2 separate regions of the Mus musculus genome follow, and region 1 is linked to region 2. The links are chromatin contacts, called in public Hi-C maps. All regions are on one chromosome and are shown on one strand. The core of a region is the stretch at or near the end of the contact, and the rest is flanking DNA. Distances in the headings are between cores, read along the strand shown. Region 1 has its middle 4.2 kb from the start of Gm32533. Region 2 overlaps Plxna4 (plexin A4).

Region 1 (5,818 bases), core at 710-3,209, 1.7 Mb before region 2:
AATGCCATCAGTGCAAAAAAAGAGGAGACAATATTTGTCACAAAGAACTCAGAAGACTCGGAGAGCTCTGTAGGAAAAATCAAGTCAGGGAGCAAGATGGGTTACGTGGTTCCGACTCTGCTCAGCCTCTCATACTGGGGGCGGGGGAAGAATGTTCCTTAGCTTTGTTTTATACATAAATATGTATATGTATATAATGTATATGTATATAAAATAAAATATACAATATATGTGGTATATGGGGTATATATTGTATATATAATGTAATGTTATTTATATGTATATATACACACACACATATATCCTATATATACCATATATACCATATATCCAATATATCTCATATGGCCAGGGCAGACTAATAAATGCAACCACAGTGCAAAATATCTGGCATGGTCCAAGCATGGGAGTGCTGTTCAACACATGTCAGCTTTAAGAATTTTGACATATAATAAAGGAATGAATGTGCTAGCACAGGGAGATACTGGGTGTGGTGTGCCAGGCACAGGTTTGGGCATAAGAAGTGCACCCCAAATTACTGGTACTTACTACCAAATGGGAGAGACTATCCATAAGAACTAATTAAAAGAATTGGGTTGGGCCTGGAGAAACAACTTGTTGGTTAACATCATCTGTGGCTCTAGCAGAGGTCCAGGTTCTGTTCCCAGCACCCACACAACAGCTCACAATTGCCTCCCATTTCAATTCCAGGAGATCTGCTGCCCTCTTCTGGTGTCTATAAGCACTGCATGGTACACTTACATGCAGAGAAACTCTCATATATATTTAAAATAAAAATGAATAAAGTTTTTTTTTTAAGACTATCAATGTCATTTTTAAGAAATCAGAGCAGGCTGACTTCAGGTGCTCAGGAAAGACCTTCCCCGAGGAAGGAACATAGTAAGCACAGAATTAAAAGAAAGAAGAAGCCCAGTCTTCCCAGCCAAGATGGCGCTGTCACAAAAGGAACCCAGCATGGCTTGAGAGCAGTTTGTCCAAGAAAGAGCAGGAGGTGGGGACCAGCCCACAAGCTGGAGTGCATTGAGGAGTCTTGCCAGATTCCTGGGTGACAGTCTCAGCCATGATGAGGCCAGGGGCCGCTTGGGCCAGCAGTTAGAACTGTCATGAATGTAGCCACTGGAATCAAACAGATCTGGGTTTTCGAAAGTTTCACAACCTGCTGCCAGGTTTGGAAAGCTGCTGATCCCTGTAAGCCTCACCGTCTCCATCCATAAACTCGATAGTGCATGAACAATCCCTCCCGAGGGGGTGTAAGCTGTGCAGAAGGGCCAGAACAAGGGCTTACACCTCTGCCAGCATTACTAAAGCCAATGGTGGCATGCTCTGGGCCATTCTTATGCCTTTCAATAAACGTGCATTAATTTCTTACACTGTAATGTACATCCCTCTATTTCCTATGCTTGGGCTGGCCACATAGCCAGACTTTTCGTGAGATTTGCAGACATACAAAATAGCAGTAACTTTTTCACCAGACTTACAACTCAATTCAGAAGGCAGGAGCTGAAAGGGAAACAAAATATGCCTTTGAATTTCCAGCCTGCCTGTCAAGAAAGATTATCACTAAAGCTATAGACACACGCCATGGAGACCTCTGCCCCTCACTTATTTTGAAGTTCCGTCTTACGTGCTCAGGCTGCAGAGAGATAGAAAGGACGATGGCCAGAGGCCAAGAGGATAAACATAATAAACACAGCAATAGCGTGAGACATGACAAAAATAAAAGGTACAGAGAGGGTTAGAAGAACTTAATGATGGAACCTAGGAATCTATCCGTTCCCTGCGTTTGCTTGGTTAGAGATGAATTCACAATACAGATGTTTATGTGTGAGCATCTCAGTTAGGCATTATGATGGGAGCTGAGCACACACAGGGGCAGAATGTCATCCTTGCTCTCATGGAGAGAGCATTAGCTGTGCTGAGAAAACTGGTAAATGCTAGGCTGGGATTGCATACCAGACACTAGAGGGCAGTGGTGGAGCATGAATGGGTCACCATCCAGCAGTGCAGGCTTCCTGGAAGAATGGGGGCTTGTGGTCTGGGGTGCTTGGTTGAATAGCCTAGTAAGGACCACCCCACTAATAACGGATGCCCAAAACTGCCCGAGGTGAGTACGCAACATACTCAGCTGTGCTCAGTGTACTGAATATTCGCTCAAACAGGTGAGGGTGTGGGTGTTTTCACTCAGGGTGATTTCAGTACAATGAATTTCAGTTCTAAAATAGATTTATGATCGGGAAACTCTTCCTCAGTTAGCATGAGCTCGTTGCTAGTGGCATTCAATCTTTAAAGAATCATTTTGATGGTATATAATCGCAATTTTATGGTATATAGTGTGTTATATTTTGTTGTGCACAAGTATTAAACTATTGCTTTGTTGTTGTTTTTTATATTTTCTAAAGATTTATTTTATTATTTTGTATATATGGGTGGTTTTCCAGAAGTCACAGAGCTGGGCCTTGAACCTGCAAGAACAGTAAGAGCTCTTAATCACTGAGCCAACTCTCCAGCTCCAAGACTAATTTTTTTTTCTTTTTGAGATAGGCTTTCTCTACGTGGCTCAGGCTGTCTTCAGACTCAAAGAGATCCTCCTGCCTCTGCCTGCTGAGTGCTGGGGTCAAAGGCAGCTGCCACCACTCCTGTCTTGGGTAAAGTATCTACTCCCTTACACTTGGCCTTGAGAATCTTTGAAAGTTATTGCTGGCCTGGGAAGATGGCTCTGTGGGCAGAGTGTTTACCATGCCTGTATGACGACCTGAGTTCCAATGTCCAGAACCCATGGAAAAAAACAGACAAGGTAGCACACATTCCCAGCATCCTCCTACTGAGGGATGAGAGACAGAGTAAGACTCCACCAAAACTCAGGCCAGCTAGCCAGGCCTGCAGAGCGGGAACAAGAGACTGTGTTTCAAGCAAGGTGGAATCCAGGCACCTGGAGCTGGCCACTGACCTCCACAAGTATGCCGCGGTACATGTGTGCACTCACACACACCATATGCCCACACATGTATACACACAGACACACACACATACGGGGGTGAGGGGAAGAGGGAGAGGGAGAAGGGCAGGGAGAGAGGAGAGAGAATTAATGCTATTAACACTTGTGAGGAACACAAACATAGGTGAGGTGATTAACTTCGCTTAGCTTTACCGCTAACAAATGGCTTGCTGTCTCCCTGCTGTAATAAAACACGGGACTCTATCTCTAGGTGGAGGAGTGACCTTTTCTCCAGTTAATCTAACAAGGCAGAAACGCCCCCTAGGTGGGAGGGTTCCTCTGAGGATAACATAGATTTTCTTCCCAGAATTTTTGCCACACTAGGGGCAACCCTGTGAGCCCCTGTGAGGTTCCTGTGGGTCTGCACCCCACTCCCATCCCCACTTCCCCCACCCCACCCATCTCGTCTGTCTTTTTCTTTCGGATGCTGGTCAGAGCCCACTGTGGTCTCCTCAATACTCTGTATTGCGTCCCGCTCGACCGGCAAGAAAGACGCAACAAACCAGAATCTTCCGCGGCAAAAGCTTTATTGCTTGCTTCTCAGGAAGATTCCGAACCGGGAAAATGGCGCTGCTTTTATAACCCGCAGCGTGACGTTTCAGCACCTGATATGGCGTGACAGCTCCCGATTCGTTGCTTGCCCATCACCCCACTATTACACCCCGAGAATGGGAGTGACTAGGAGTGAATTCACTCTTGCACCTGCGTACAAAGCTTGTTTACTAGTTAGGCACAGCGGAGGCCCACGCCATCTTATAATGGCGATTGCTCGCGGCACACACAGCTCTCCTCAGAGATTACTGGCGGCACACATGCGATTGCTCGCAGCACGTACCGGCTTTCCACAACTCTGGGCTTCCTTACTCTTTCTCTAAAGCTCCCCTCCAACCATGTGACTGACCTCTGTTCCCCTCTTTTCAAACAATATGGTTGTTGTTGTTTTCCTTCTCTTTTCCATACTATGCCTCCGTTCCCCTCCCTCCCCCCACCTCTAGGCAACTGTGAGATTGACAGTTTACCTGCTCTAGGCTTTTCCTTTTAGACTCTAATAAATTGGGCTCAATCTTCCATTAGAGTCTATTCTTAAACTCTGTTACTAATGAGACTAAGAATCTCAAAAAGGGACCCTCACTTTCCTGGTATCATTTGGAGGCTGAGTTGGGATTCTCCAAATTTTCTGGTGACACACCCATTTAGTTTGCTTAAGAATACAGTGCTATTCAACATATTGGCATTCATTATGGCAAGACACTGGGGAGCCTAAACATCCAAGAGAATAGACCTTGGATGTGGCTGAATAGAAGATGCCACGTCCACGAACCGAACACTTTCAGATGTTAAGAAGAGAAACGCGGGACCTGGTGTGGTGGCTCACATCCGTTATCCCAGCACACAGCAGACAGAGGTCGGTAGGAGGCTTGCCAGAAGATTTGCTGCAATTCAAGCCTAGTCTGGTTCACACAGCAAGTTCCAGCTAAGGCTACACGGTAAGATGATGTCTAGAAAGCCAAAGGAGCTGGTGGCACCATCACCAGGCTAATATGGAACCATCACCAGGCTAATATGGAACAGTTTCCAAGACAGATTAAGGAAAAATATTTGTGTTTAAAAAATGTATCTCTGCCTATTAGCTAATGAGAGAAATGCACAAAACTCAGGAACGGCAGAAGTATGTAAGGAAGGTAGTTAGTTGAGTTGTTGAGTTTCAAGGGAAGGGCTTACAATTTTAACCTTGTCATGGTTTGAATATGCTTGGCCCAGGGAGTGGCACTATTTGGAGATGTGTTGGAGTAGGTGTGTTTCTGGGACATGGGCTTTAAGATCCCCAATCCTAGCTGCCTGGAAGCCAGTCTTCTCCTAGCAGCCTTCAGATGAAGATGTAGAACTCAGCTCTGCCTGCACCATGCCTGCCTGGATGCTGCCATGCTTGCACCTTGATGATGATGGACTGAACCTCTGAACCTGTAAGCCAGCCCCAATTAAATGTTGTTTATAAGACTTGCCTTGGTCATGGTGTCTGCTCCCAGCAGTAAAACCCTAAGACAAACCTATTACATTTTTATGTCTTTTTGACTTTGCACTGTTGAATTATGAGCAAATTTATGATTTTTTTTTAGCAAAGAAAAAATAAGAAGATTCATCAACATAAAAGGTTAACACACTAGGGCAAGTGTCAAGTGAAGGGTGTTCTGAGACGGCCTCCTGCTCCTTTTAGTTCTGCTGCTTAGAGACTAATCAGAGTTCAGACACCATCAACCTAAAGAATTTGTTCTTTACTGTGCTTCTAAATGTAAAGTCAAAGAACAATTTGAACAGATATTTCTGTATGTGACCAATATTTGATTCATAAGTAAATGAACAGATGTTTAATCCTCCTAATCATTAAATAAATTTCAACCAAAATCTGAATGCATCTCATATGCTGTTCAACCTTCTTGTAGTTTTTTTTACTGTTATGAATCATAAGGTAAGTATCTTTTATGCAAAATATAGACTATACAATCCCCAAAGGGGTCATGTTCCACAGGTTGAGAACCTCTGCCTTAGGATAACTACCCAAAGATATGGTCGTGCAGACTGTTTCAAGTCTATTTTACACAAGTTAGAGTCATCTTGGAAGAGGGAAGCTCAACTGAGAAAGTACTTTCACCAGACTGGCCCGTGGGCAAGCCTGTGTTGCTTTCTTTTGGTTGATGACTATAATGTATAGTGAGAATGGTCTCTGTCAGCTCATAAGTGTCAATCCTTGACCCTGTAAGACCTGAAGAGCCTTACGTCTGGGATGTTCCACTCACAGAAACA
Region 2 (6,289 bases), core at 1,929-4,428:
GTAACTGATCCAGGTTTAGGAGTCACAGACTCAAGGAGCGAAGTTATCTGAAACAGGGCCATTCTATAACCACAGTTGTTCACGTGCACCTTGCAGGAGAAAGCAAATGAATTTGGCCTCAGGGTGGGGAAGAACCTGAGATTTTGTGTAGCTTTTGCTTAGAAGAGAGTGTGGCTGGTTCAGTTTTCAAAAGGAATGCCCCCTCCCCCTACTATGGCATGTGCATTGTAGTCTCTTCCCCTCCTACCTTGCTTTGCCCCAAGACCAGCTTCCCTGAAGAGTTGTGGGATGGATGGGCAGAGACACTATAATAGCTGATTCCTTGCTGACACAGGAGTTTGCCAACTCTTGCACACCAAAATCTTCTCAGGCTGTCTCATGTCTTCACCCTGTGTCAAGGAAGCATGCGTGTCTTACTTGGCAAGAAGCTGTTAAAGATGAAAACTAAGGCCAACTAAGAGGCAAGGATGGTGAGTGTTTGTCTAAGAAGTTAAAAAGCATCTCTGACAAGTGGTTTCCACAACAGTAGTCTCCGGGTAACCCAGGAGACCCAGGAAGCTGTGAATGGGCAATTGCATCTATAGTCCTGCATTACCCTCAGAGGGAGAGACATTTTGGGGTACTGTGCGTACCCTCTCTGCTATCCTAGCAAGTTCACTTATTTCCTCCCAACCTTAATTAGCAGGGCTGAACCCCCAAAAGGACCTCCTTGAAAAAGGGTAATCTGACCTCTGTGATCAACATGTGTTTTGGTCTTACTAATTATGCACACTGCTTTGGATGATTTGCATATATTAACTTTCTCTGTGCTCAGAACAAACTTACTAAGTAGATACACTTGTTAGTGCCACATGCCTTTGAGGACATGGAGGCCCAGTAAGGTTAAATTGCAAATATTAGCCACATGGGTTTAGTGATGGAGGCAGGGTTCAAACACAGGGTGTGATACAGATCGCAGGCTTGCCCCTATCACATCCCATTGGACTGGGCTGACCAGAAGATCTTAGAACATCAGACGTTCCCTGTCTTTAGGAATCGCCATCTGCTTGGCTGTAGCTGGCTCCTTCTCTCACACACTCTCACGGGGAAACACTGGCCTGAAAAACGTTCTCCATGTGCTGGCCTCCAGGTGGTTCCCATGGTGAGGTCAGAGCCAATGGTGGCACTGTGACCTGTTGTGACTCAGGTTCTTTCTAGCCTCTTTGATGCCATGCTCTCAATCTCCAAAGTAGCATCCCCATTCCCTCTAGCCTTTTCTTCACAAATCTGTGCTTTTTTAAAAGTAGACAAGTTTCTGGGGGTTACTCCAGCTTCACTGGAAAGGGTTGCCTCTTCTGGGTATTACACACACACATAGTTTTTGTTAAGAAGTTGGGTGGGTTGAGAAGGTCCTTGGATGACTTTTCTCTAGTTAGGAACCAAAGTGCTCTTTCTATAGACATCCTTTGGTCATGACACTGACAAGCCTTAAGGACAAAGATTATACCTTTTAGAGAGAGAATCCTTCCTTCATGTACCATCTGATCTGTAAGCTAGGCACGGAACCAATGAGTGTAATTTCAAATGGAGGGGTCAGATGGAAGGTGGAAGATGTTTTCAGAACTTTCTCTTTTGTCCTTGAGTTCCTCATAGAGCTTGGAGGACCCCAAGCAGCACAGTCCCTACCATTACATACCTACCTGCCTTGTAAGTGGCCTAGATTCATTCATGATATGTACCTAAGTGGCATATATCATAGTAACTAGGGGCCTTGAGTTTCATGTTGTAGATGAGGAATCTATTTGTCAGGATACTTGACCCAAGCAAGGCCATAGATATATAAGGGCTGTTGTTGTAGTCTGTGCTATTAGGTATGACCTGGAAGTGGGGGGACACATAGAGAGAAGATAATGATGAGAAGAAGGAGGAAAAGGCGGAGGAAGACTTCTCTAATGCTTCACATTACATCCTCATAGGAAGTGGATGAGATTGCTGGAGCTGGTTCAGCTCTTGGTGATTCCAACTAAAGTCAAGCCAGCCACTCTTTCCCCCAGCAAAATCTCCATCTATGAGAAAAGAGATCTTCTGATGACCTTTGTCCATAAGCAGATCCATTTCTACCTGAGAAACTCCCTAAAGATCCCCATGTAAGGCAGATATGATTGACAAACATGTTTTCTCATAGGGACCACAAACAATGTCTGCTGACCTTGACCATGGTAAGCCTGTATTAGTGGAATTCCATGCACCCTGCAGAAAATGAGGTCTCATTCATGGCCATTATCATTTGAGTCGCTGAGAAAAAGGTCGAGTTGGCAAGTGCATCACTTTTTTCATCAGATCTCCAGGGACATACTCATACATTTGAGTGGCAGGCTCTAGCTGGCTGAGCCGTGCTGTGTGATTGAGGGCCACGGGTCTCATTCACCTTGCAGATAAGGAATTCAACTGAGAGACGATGCTCCCTGACTCAAGCTTGGGCATGGGACTGGCACACCTATGGGTACCCATGATCAAATCCTCTCAGCTCAGGTCAGATGACATTTCACGGTGTGGCAGGTACACTTTGTTAGGAGCATGATCAGAAGAGGAGCATGATGATGAAAGGCCTTCGTTTTCTAGATGGTTCTCTGTTCTCTCCTAAATCTCCCATATTCTTGCTTCCCGTATAACCCTCTCAGGGTAAGGCAGAGCAGACTCTTCCTGAATCTATTCCCATTGTCATCGTTTGCATCTCAGCACCACGTGTATTGCTATTTTTATCCTGTACTAGAAACTATTAAGTGGGGGAGAAATGTTAATTGGTATTATTACAGCAAACTGTGTCCTAGTAACATTGAATTCAGAGGTAAGTTTCCCCACCCCCTCCCCTGCCTTTTAGGCATATACAAGGATTTTATTCATTTTGCTGACAGCCAGCACAGATTTCTTTCTTTCTTTCTTTTTCTTTTTTTTTTCCCCCTTCTAGTGCTGTGCCTCTTGGGAGAGGTATTCAGACCTCTGACACATACAGGGCAAGTTGCTGGGCCTCCGTTCTGAGTTCTGCTTAGATACAGGAGAAAGAAGTGGGGATGGAGGGAATTGCCCTGACTTTAAGTGCAGTTTTAACTACTGAAAGTAGACCAGAAGGAACAGCCTGGCTGTGTGGGATGCACACATGCTGTGTGGCTCACTGGGCCTTCGCGAGAGATTCTGGGCTGTGTGTGGTTTTTGTTTATTTTGGTAGCAGTAGGGATTTCAACCTTGAGCCTTATGCTATGAGGTATGTGCTCTACCTCTGAGCTACATCCCTAGCTCCTAGGCTACTTGCATTTATGGTCTAGCTGAAATAGGTAACAAGGAACCTTCAAGGTAGTATTCCCCCTAAGTCAGGCCGAGGAATGAACACATTAGAGACTCATAGCCATTTCCCTAACTTCCTGAGGTTGTATGTGGGCTGAGCCCAGGACACCTGGGATCCAATCCTGGCACTTTCCCTTCTTTCCAAGCTCTGTGGCCTCAAGTAAATCTCTGGCCTTGGTTTCTTCACCTGAAAATAGTCCCCATATCTCCAGGTTGCTGGTGGGGAAAGCATGTCTCACAAAGCACAAAGCAGAGGCTTTCTGAAGAGTCTTCCTGAATTCTGAGAATCTCAAACCAAGAAAATCTGCTAGAAGCATCAAGAGAAAGAGAGGCCCAAGTTCTAGTCCAGTCGTGTTCACTGACTGCATCAACCTAACTCCAGAAGCTAGGATCTTCTGAAACCTCTCCATCTCTTCCTTTTCTACCCTAAATAGATCAGTTTAATTTCTTGCTAGTTTAAAAAGGTTTTTTATAATGTCAACCAATTTTTGAAAATAATGATAACATTATATATACTGTTTGTACAAAACAACAACAACAACCCCAAACAAACAAACAAACAAACAAACCATGGAACAAAATAATCTGAGAGGCTAAAGAACTGCTTCCTCCTCTAAGAGTGCCTTCTGTACAGTTATGTGGCCTGGAGTTTAGATCTCAGAATCTGTGACAGAAGCCAGGTAGCCTGCAAACATCTACATGTCAGCCAAGAGGACTCCCGACAGCGTCCCCTGGCCTCTGTGTGTGCACAGGCATGTGTACCCACACCCTGTGTGCATGCACCCACACAAATTCACACACGTGCCATTAATTTTTAAAAGTTAAAAATAAATAGCCTGAAACTCTACCATATTAAAATAATATTTATCCTGCGTGTGTTCCTGTGCACCCCCAACCCCAATGAAAATGTACCTTAAATACAGCCACAGGGAATTCCACATGCAGGTATGTATTGATGGTTTCTTGTGAACATTTCCTCTGGTGACTCAGTGTCCTTCAAACCTGTGATTTCTCACAGTGGCTGACATTTCACAGCATACATCTTGCTTTTGTGTTCTTCATCATTAAGTCTTCTGATTTGTTTTTTTCTGGCTGGCTTGCTTATTACTTACCTTTTATCCCCATTCATTTTTCTTATGGGAATTGACTGCATTTTTTCCCATTCGCCCTTTCTGATGGCTTGAACAGTAGTTGCCTATTTTAACCTCACCGTGGTTACACTTGTGTTTTTGAGAGCACGGCTAAGACCATATTCCCTCAGCATCCACGTTAAGACCACACACCTCACATTGTGTTTTTATGTCTGTCTCCTCTCTCTGCTCTCCAAATTTTATAATCTGATCTAGCTTTTAGGGCCCAGAGTAGTAGTCTCACATTGTGATAATTTCAATCGTCGCTCATGGCAAGCATTGTTTTTGACATTTCTACATATGTAGTTGAAATCCCACCACATGTTTTTGACATCTCCACTAGAGTATCATGGCTCATAGCTGTAGGACATTGTAATTCCCCACCTGTAGCTTCTTAATTCTGATTTGTCTCCTGGTAGATTGGCATTTATTATTAAGCCACTTTCTCCCCATGAAGGAAATGCTCTTGGGGTCTGAGAATGTCATTCTGTTGACCTCATGTGTAAATGAAAACACAGCTTGGTATTTTTCTTCCCTCAAGCTTGTGAAATTGCTCTACAGTCCCTGAGCCGTGGGTAGAGGGGAGAAGCCTGGGGCGAGTTGGACTTTGATCCCTCTGTAGGTGATCTTGTTTCTTTCTGTCTGAAGGTTTATAGAACTTTCTTCAGATATCAAAACCACATTTCATCATATATATGTGGGTTGACTTAATTTCCCGTGCATTGCATTTCAAACGTGTCCTTCCTGTCTGCAGCTGTGTCTTTTCCCTTTTCCGTGCACTTGTTTCACTACCACCCTTGTTAAACTGTCATTGTTTCTCTTCTGTGCTGTTACTGTATTGGGGGGGGGGGAGGGAGAGAGAGAGAGAGAGAGAGAGAGAATAAAACTCATGATGGCCTTGAATTCACAATGTAGTGCAGCCTAGCCTCAACCTCACAACAATTTTCCTGCCTCAGCCTTCCGTATAGACAGGAGCCATCACTCTCTTCTCGGGTACTTCTTTGTGTGCCCCCTGTACCTGTTTTGGTCATTCAGCTCTCTCTTCTCTCGCCTCAGGCTCTCATTGACATCTGAATTTTGCACGTTTTTGGCTGCTTGCTATATTAGGGATGCTGTGGTTTCAGCAGCTCATGCCACCTGCACACCTTCCCCAGGTGCAGGTCCTTCCTTCTAGATAGAAGAGGCCAGATGACAGCTCACATTTGAATATGCTCTGCATGTCATTTACATATTGCTACTGTTGGGGGAGCCCAATTGCAAAACAGACTGACCTTGGAGCTGCTACTGCTAACTCTCTGACCTTTTAAAGGCAACCAACGTTTGCTGGCATTGTTTACTTTGACTTTATTTCTCAAACAAAAGTCCTCTTGAACCAAAATACAAATAAGAAAAATTCCTAAACATTTTTCTCTTCCTTTTTCCCCTTATAATAATTCTACCTTATTGAAGATATTTCCTGTGATATGCATTTTTAAGACCTGATATCTTTATGCTACTTTGGTAGCTCTTTTCTGTTTGTTCAGCCTTACAGGGAGAGAGAGGGCTGATAACTCTCTGGTGGGGCTGATGTGGCTCTCTTGTCTAAGATGTTTAAATCTCTCTCTCTCTCTCTCTCTCTCTCTCTCTCTCTCTCTTTCTCTTTCTCTTCTTCCTCCTGTCTTCTTCCCTATCTTCCTTCCTCTTTTCCTCTCCCCTCCATGTATATATATTTTCATCCTCACAGTTATTAATATTTGAGATTAGCAGGGATTCTTTTTTTCCAAATTAACTAGTTAAGGAAGGGAAAGATAACGGAGGCACAGAGAGCCTTTGGTGACACTGCATTTGGGGTTTAAGTA

The links. Hi-C and Micro-C count contacts between places; a contact is called where the count stands out from the background.
Region 1: a Hi-C map of cortical neurons shows a contact between it and region 2, with 2.2 times the contacts expected there. The contact joins two enhancer-like sites. A contact is called at or near these places in 1 of 484 Hi-C or Micro-C datasets (cortical neurons) and 1 of 9 other capture datasets (embryonic stem cells).

What each region holds. Positions count from the first base shown.
Region 1 is chr6:34,190,087-34,195,904 of GRCm38.p6, reverse strand. No RefSeq gene overlaps it. Among named protein-coding and RNA genes, the nearest start is that of Gm32533, 4.2 kb to the left of the region's middle. Within about 2 kb of position 1,959, at least 25 of the 459 cell types and tissues checked have an H3K27ac peak or open chromatin away from gene starts, as enhancers often do. A contact at or near this core is called in cortical neurons, where this site is marked.
Region 2 is chr6:32,468,695-32,474,983 of GRCm38.p6, reverse strand. All of the region lies in intron 3 of Plxna4 (plexin A4), which reads left to right. Among named protein-coding and RNA genes, the nearest start is that of Plxna4os1, 39 kb to the left of the region's middle. Within about 2 kb of position 3,178, at least 13 of the 459 cell types and tissues checked have an H3K27ac peak or open chromatin away from gene starts, as enhancers often do. A contact at or near this core is called in cortical neurons, where this site is marked.